Regions from separate parts of the Triticum aestivum genome. Here region 2 is linked to region 1. Evidence: chromatin contacts called from public Hi-C data. All regions are on one chromosome and are shown on one strand. Each heading gives the region's core, a stretch centred on a gene start, on an enhancer-like site or on the middle of the called end of the contact. The rest is flanking DNA. Distances are from core to core; before and after follow the strand shown.

Region 1 (3,593 bases), core at 695-3,194:
AAAAGCATCAATGAAAGGGAACAGAGATTTGCCCGTTGCTCAGTTGCTCTATTGGTTGGACCATGTATTCCAGATATGTGTAATAGACAGACAACTCCTGTGTAGTAGTACGAAGAAGATCCTCAACACATAATTGCCAGTTTTCCATCAGGACAAGATTTCAGATATGCTGGCGACCAATCTCTAGTTCATACAGCTGGGAAAGGCAACAAGTGTTCCTTGATAATAAAAACAAGTGGGTGATCATGGAGCTCCATTAAGCTATATTTTCTGTTTGCCTGAACTATTTGGACAGCTAAGCCATCGATTTCTTTTGGAATTCCCGAATCACAGCTCCATAGACCTGACCATCTGGCATACATAAAAGATAGTGTTCGACGATACTATGAACAATATTTAAACCTGGGTTTAGACTAAAACTAAAATAATTTTAATATCGAGGTAAACATCACAATGAAAATTCGAGCACACACCTTCAGCTAAGCAGCACGCAGAGCATATTTAACTCAAACCTAAATACTGAACAGCACCATCAATTGCAGTCAAATTTATAACACCTGAACAATTTTGCACCAATGATCCATTTCCACATCCTACGTGCAACCTCAAATACGATGAATCATGGATAGTTTGCAGAATCACATCGGCAAAAAGAACTGCAAAACTACCTTCTTCACCAAACAAAGCTGCAGTAGCTAACAAGCTCAAGTAAAGAATCCAGCTCCATAAGTGCAGTCCAAAGTAATCTACATCACAATATCTCAAAATATGCCTAAGTTTACATCTTTCAATGTTAAAAGTTCGTACTTTCGGAATGTAACAATAGAAAGGATCGGTAAACCATATCTCTTGGGGTAAATTATAACACAGAAAGATACATAAGAACGCAATTATCTTAATCCATACCAAATAGTTCAATGTCTCCTGACAGCTCAAATAGAGAGTTCATAAATAAGAGTAATGCCGCACTGGTGAGCGATACAACACACATTTTACAGGTGTAGCTAAAATTAACACCTGATCACGCGTAATGTACAAAATAATTCAAACACACAAACTCAATCAATGTGGTCGAAGGCAGCTGCCAATTGCAAACGCAATGGATCAATCGAGCAGGCCGGTCTTCCGCCACACGGCATTGCGTACCTGGCGGAGGTCCCTCCCCTTGAGGGTGCGTCCAGCGCCCTCCAGCACCGAGAAGGTCGTCATGGGCGACTCCCGCGCCCGCGAGCGCGCCACCATCTCGTGCGGCGGCAGCATCTCGTCGTCGTCCTCCTCCTCATCCGGTTCACTCACGAACGTCTCGAACGGCGGTCGCCGCAGCCGCGCTACCGGGACATTCACCGGCGCGGACTGCGGCATTTGCATCGCCGGCGTCGGCGCCGGGCGGGGGATGGCGGGGATCATGCGCGGAAGGGCCATCGCCGGAGACGCGGGGGACGTCGAGGCGGACGAAGCAGACGGGGGCGGCGAGAGAGGCCCGAGGCGCTCGGGGAGGGCCTCGAGGATGCCCCCCGGCGGGCGGCGGAGGCGGGGGCTAGGGTTTGCGGCGCGGACGGAGGACATGAGCAGGGGCCGGCGCGGCGGCGGCGGCTGCGGCCGCTCGGGAGATCCGACCCCCGAGCCGAAGAGGTCGTCCTCGTCGAGCTCGAAGGCCGCCGAGGCGGGCTGGTCGCCGGCGGCCGCGCGGGGGAGGAATGCGCCGAGGAAGCGCTCGGAGCTGGGCGAGCTCTTGTGGCGCGCGCGATCCATGGCGAGGCTGTGCGGGCGGACGAGCGATGTAACGGCTGGCGCCGGATTCGCGATTGACGGCAAACGTCACCGGTGGGGAGGCGGCGATCCGGCAGCGCAGTAGGGGAGGGATGCGTGCCGGCGCGTACTTCGGTGGGTCCGCGGGTTTGTTGGACTCTGCTGCCCTTTGGGGAAGAACGGAGCCACCAAGGTTGTACCGCTGGGGTTTTCAGATCCGTGCAGTACTTTCACGGTATGGATTCAGATTTTTTTTTGTTACATTCTCTTTTTTTCCACATTCTTTGTACTACAACTACTACCCTCTTACCCCTCAAAAAAAAAACTACTACCCTCTTTTGCAAAAAACGGTGCCTAGAGCCCGCTTATACACGCTAATGCACTAGGCGATGTCACTTCAACTCTGTATTTTTTTTCCTATTCCCGCGTTTTGAGAATGCGGCCAAACAAATAGTCCTGAAATTTCAATTATAAAACTGTAAAACGAACTTGAGACTGAGTATGGTTTCGAACTTTGGATGTTGATCACAAACTTAAGAGGATTTGATTCAAGGTGCAATAGTGAGCGTTTCTTTTTATAAGCCGAGCATTGGGGTTGGAATTAGAAAAATAGAATGAACACACAAGTTCGTTGTAATAGATAGATGCTTGAATGTGTCTTCCTGCTTTATAGTTTAAGTTTTATTTTTAACAGAGTACAAACGCATGCACTCATACAAACACAAACACTCACTTATATGAACGCACACACACCTCCAAAATACTGAGCCAACATCACATCTTGATTGACGAAGTCATCATATGCGCCTACATAATCAATGAAAACATCTCCTCCCACTGAACGACACATTGCCGAAAAGCCTAAAATAGTTTTAGAAAATATGATCACCATTGTCAAGTCTAGGACTTGAAGTCTGGTAGGCTAGTTCCACCACAAAGAAACTAACCATCTGACCTAGACTCTTTGGTTGACAACAAAGAACATGGCAAATTCGATTATAATATACTTCAAAACAGATGTGGTTAGCAATCTCAAATTCTCAGAGAATTTTCCTATTTCGTTGCAAAGAACCTTTTTCTAATAACAGAATGTTGTATTCATATAAAAAAGAACAACTGCAGAGGCCCCTACAAGATAGTAAAATAGTAACTTGTAACTTCCAATGTGTTGTTGTCTACAAGAACCACTCACATGGCAAAGTACTTCGTCGTAGCAATGAGTCATCATTGCCGCCACGAGGACTCCATCAAGTGAATTCTCCTTCAGTTTTTTGAAACTACATCGACCCTCCGGCCCATTCGGGCAATATGAGCACACCTTTTTTTTGCGGGGTAGCACACCTTGTCCATGACATCAAGGTCCAAGGGTTAGAGAGAGCTTCTCGATGATGAAGAAAAGCACCGCCCACTCCCGCCAGGAAAGGAAAAACAATGTCCGTTATACAAAGGAACCAATTCCTCACATAGTTAAATCAAAGGTCTAGTCGGCGAAGACCCACCTCTACTCCCCGCCAATGGCGAACAACACGCCGTCACTACAGGAAAAAAGTCAGAAGTACTTATTTAGTGAAGAGATTGCCGCCACATCTCAACACGCCGTCGAAACAGGAGCAAAGTTGGAACTATTAGAAGCACAGTTAAACACCTTTTTTTGGGATAAAAACATTTTTTTCTTGTAGATGCAAAGAATATTGATTCCATATATTGACTATTAGGAAAAAAGTAAGCTGGGCCGGTCTTAATCTTGAGTTGTGGCAGGCCGATTAGCCGCGGAGCTGGGCTAAAGCGGATTCGCTTAGGCCCCAGATCCATTGACGTCTCAGTAATCTCGTAACCAACAAAAT
Region 2 (3,899 bases), core at 1,392-3,891, 250 kb before region 1:
CTACAACTCCGCCGGAGTCTGCCGCCGCCTTGCCTTACCCCTCCCGCAAGCCGGCCGCACCCCCCGGCCTTTATATAGCCCGACCCCGGCCCCCCTCCTCGTCGTCTCAAGTCGTCGCCGCCGCAAGCCACCACTGCCGCCGTAGCCGCCGCCCGCGCCGCTCGTCGCGGCAGGCGCTGCCTGCTGTCACCACACCGCGCCGCCGCTCCCCGCCGCCGCAAGCCGCTGCCATCACCGACGAGTTTGCCGCCGTCGCCGACGAACCACGGCGAACCGGTATAAACCGTCCCTGGTTCGATCCAGTTTTTTTGGTTTTCCTTTAGATCAACTTTATTTTTATAGTCTAGTTATTTAGCGAACATTCGTTCGTTTAAGTTTTGTAGCGAACAGATTCGTCAGATTAGTTTCGGTAGCAAACGTTCGTTCTTTAGATTTTTCTTTTATTTTTAGTTTTTGGCTAGGGACCTATCCGTGAATATTTTCTTCACAGATTAGCCCCTGATCTTTAAACCCTCGTAACTTTTTGCTCGTTTGTCCAAATTCGACGAAACTAACGCAAAGCGATCTCATCTATCCAGTAAACCAACTTAAATATGATTTTGACAATTTAAAATTTGAGTTTAGTTCAGATTTGAATTTGATCTTGTTTTGTTCATATCTTGAGTTTCGTAGCTCCGTTTTAGTTGAATTTTTTTTGTGAATCGTAGCTAATCACATGTACCTTCTGTTAAGATCTAATCCACCTAAATATAATGCTGTTAAAATTTGTTTTATGTTTAGTTTTTTATTTTCTTGTTTTTTAGTTTCCTTTGGATCTTTTCTTTGTTTTCTCTTTGCATCGTTTGCTTGAGTGCTTATGTATGCTATTGTTTGTCTACGCTAGATTTTCCGGAGTGCGAAGCTTGTTACTACGAATATCTAGAGTTTTCCGATTGTCAGGAAGGAAAGTTATACTTTGATCATACTTCTCAATACCCAGTTTTACTATGCATTAATTTTTCCCCTCAAAGATTTGCATTAGTGGGATTGGGAACATGTGGTTTGGTTCTAGTTCATGAGGTAGGAACCTATTACCTTGGATCACCCTGGGAATATACGTTGTGCTAATATATTGCTTAGCCATGCTTGTAGACGGGGATTGGTTCGTGATTCATGAAAGTTGTGAGAGATAATAATTTTGGACAATATTAAGTTGGCAACTTTAATACACATCTGGGTGGATTGATTGGGACACCTGGAGAAACCCGTGCTTGCATATGGGAATTCCGGAGTACCCGTGTGATTTTCCCTTGGTTCGCCACCCAGGCTCAAAAGGATCATATGATATTTCATACTTAGAAACTTCTGTGTGCAGCCACAAGCCATTATAGGCTCTGGCATAATTGAGTAAGTCGTGTGAGCTCTTGAAGAGATGGACTAGCAGATGTAGGGGAAAGTAGGTGTACCAGTCTACTGAGAGTAGAGAGTTAATGCTTCAGAAAGACTATGTCTCGATTTTACGATCATGGATGCGGTCGAGTCTTGTGAGTAAAAGTGCGCAAAACTCTGTAGAGTGTATAAACTAATCATGGTTAGTCGTGTCCCCGGTTATGGACAATTTGATTATCTAGAAGTGGATATTTATGTTTATCTCATCACTCTTTAAATAATGTATTGGGTTTAACGATGATACTTGGTTAATTTTGGGAATTGAGTTGGAGGAACCTTCTCAATATTGGTATAAACTTTGTAGTAAATAAAAGTTATTCCTTTGTTGTAAACATTAGCTTTCTGCAAAATAAAACTTAGAGCCTCCACCAGCCAAATATGCATGTAGATATAGTTATTTTCATTCATTTGCTCTACAGTGTAACTCTGTCAGCATATTTCATGTGTTGACCTACACGGCTGCAACGTCTCATGTTGTAGACTTTACCGACGAAGAATAATGTGCGCTAGGTCATTGTCATACACTCAGCTATGTCGTTGGAATTTGATGGACTCATTTATCTTCGAAGCTTCCGCAGTTATTTCATTTAGATGGCCTTCAGCCATATTATTTATTTAATAAATACTCTTTATGAGGATCTCGATGTAATAAGTGTGTGATTGAACTCTGTTATAATTTCTTAAGTATTGTGTGTGTCAGCATACCGATCCAGGGATGCCACTTAAGCACAGAGACTTCGGTTCATTAGGATCGTGGTCGCTACATATAATCCGCTATCAACTTTCAATTTCATATTATTTTTCTGATTTTTAGGCAATTTTCAAATGAGATTTTTTTTCTGAAATTATAAAAAGGTACCAAATTTGCAATTATTTTTTGAAATTCACAAACATTTTTTAAAATTTTATTTTTATATTATTTTTATATTTTTCAAATTCACAAGATTCATGAGCATTTATTTTTTTATATAATTTTAAGTTTACAATATTTTTCCTAAAAAATTAATACCCATTTTTTTGAGGGAAGGCCACCATGGCTAGCTTTATTAAATTAAGTTTACAATATTTTTCTAAAAAATTAATGCCCAATTTTTAATCTATAGGAATTCGGATTTGTTTTGTCTTTTCTGTACTAGTGGACGACTCAGTGAGCGAGCGAACTACATAATGGGGCGTGGGCCGCCTAGGGCATGCACGAGCGCCAACTACATTTTGGGTGCTGATGGTGTCGAATAGGAGCTCTACCGACCAATCGCACATGGGAAGAGTGCGACCGACTGAACTGGGCTGGCCCATTGAGCTGGTTCTGATACGTTAATTTAGAACCTTCAAGAAGGTTCCAAGTTATTTTCATTGTTTTTCTCCTGTTGTTTTACCAGTTTTTCTTTTGGAATTTTTCTTTTCTGCCTCTTGAAACTTTTTTACGTTTAATTTTTTTAAAATTTAGCAATCTCAAAAAATATTCTTATTTTTAAAAATGTTCCAATTTTAATTCTTGTTAAAAATTGATAAGTTATTATAAAATATTTTCGTTGATAAAAATGTTCATGTTTTTAAAACTACGTTCAGAATCATTTTTTGGAATGTTCACCTTTTCCAAAAATTGTTCTTAAGCTTAATAAAAATAACTTTTTGTATTGAAAAACTGTATGCAAACAAAAAAAGCTAGAAACCACTACAACAGGAGGGAAATTACTCGCCATAAGGCTCGCGTGAGTCGCTACAATTGTGGATGCCAACCGGCCGGCCCAGATCACGAGACATGTGTGCGATTCGGGGGACAATTTGATGCAGAATCCTTAACTCCTCTCTTGAATCCCCCTAAAAAACATAAATGCTAACAATCTGACGTCAGGTTTTTAGCCATTGCGAGCGAACGCCCTCAGACACGTCAGATCCCGTGTGGAAATTCTAAAGTGTTCGCTTTGATGCACCCGACTAAGCAAACAGTGAACTGACGACATTAAATGGTTCAGTTAGTATGCAATATGATAAAACACATTTGGAACAACAAATTATATACAAGCAACTTTCACTTTTTTTCCATTGATGTAGCATGGCAATCCTCTTTAGCCAGCATGACAAATCATGAGCATGGCAATTTTCATTATTTTCTTTTTAGGCTTGGCAGTTATTCATTGCACGGTCATGACAAATACCCAAAAATATATGACAATCACACTGCTGCAGCATGAATTTTTTTGGACAATCTTTTCATACAACATGTTTTTTTTTACTTTAAACATAGTAAATCGTTATACAAAAACATGACAAATTTATCTGTCATAGGAGGTTTGCTGCAAGTGGTTTCTTTAGCAAGAGAATACGTTTGTTCGTTCCTACCTTACTGGTGGAATGATAGTTCACTCGGATGACCTCCCTTAGGTAATATCAACGTTATATGGGTAAAAAAAAGCAAACCTTGATTGGTGTGGGACAAGCCGTTACTATGGTTCGACTGGAGGTCTGGA

What was found. A called contact is a pair of places that touch in the nucleus more often than the background predicts.
Region 2: a Hi-C map of leaf shows a contact between it and region 1, with 3 times the contacts expected there. The contact joins the enhancer-like site here to the promoter of LOC123071512 in region 1. A contact is called at or near these places in 3 of 5 Hi-C or Micro-C datasets (leaf and an unstated tissue).

The regions. Positions count from the first base shown.
Region 1 is chr3B:657,831,686-657,835,278 of IWGSC CS RefSeq v2.1, reverse strand. LOC123071512 (lysine-rich arabinogalactan protein 19) reads right to left here and starts at 1,944. Exons shown (of 1, transcript XM_044495089.1): 1 at 891-1,944. The coding sequence starts at 1,752. The coding sequence ends at 1,105. It overlaps LOC123071510 (sorting nexin 1), which reads left to right and starts at 3,561. Exons shown (of 11, transcript XM_044495087.1): 1 at 3,561-3,593.
Region 2 is chr3B:658,086,658-658,090,556 of IWGSC CS RefSeq v2.1, reverse strand. No RefSeq gene overlaps it. Among protein-coding and RNA genes, the nearest start is that of LOC123065984, 39 kb to the right of the region's middle. Within about 2 kb of position 2,641, at least 1 of the 8 cell types and tissues checked has an H3K27ac peak or open chromatin away from gene starts, as enhancers often do.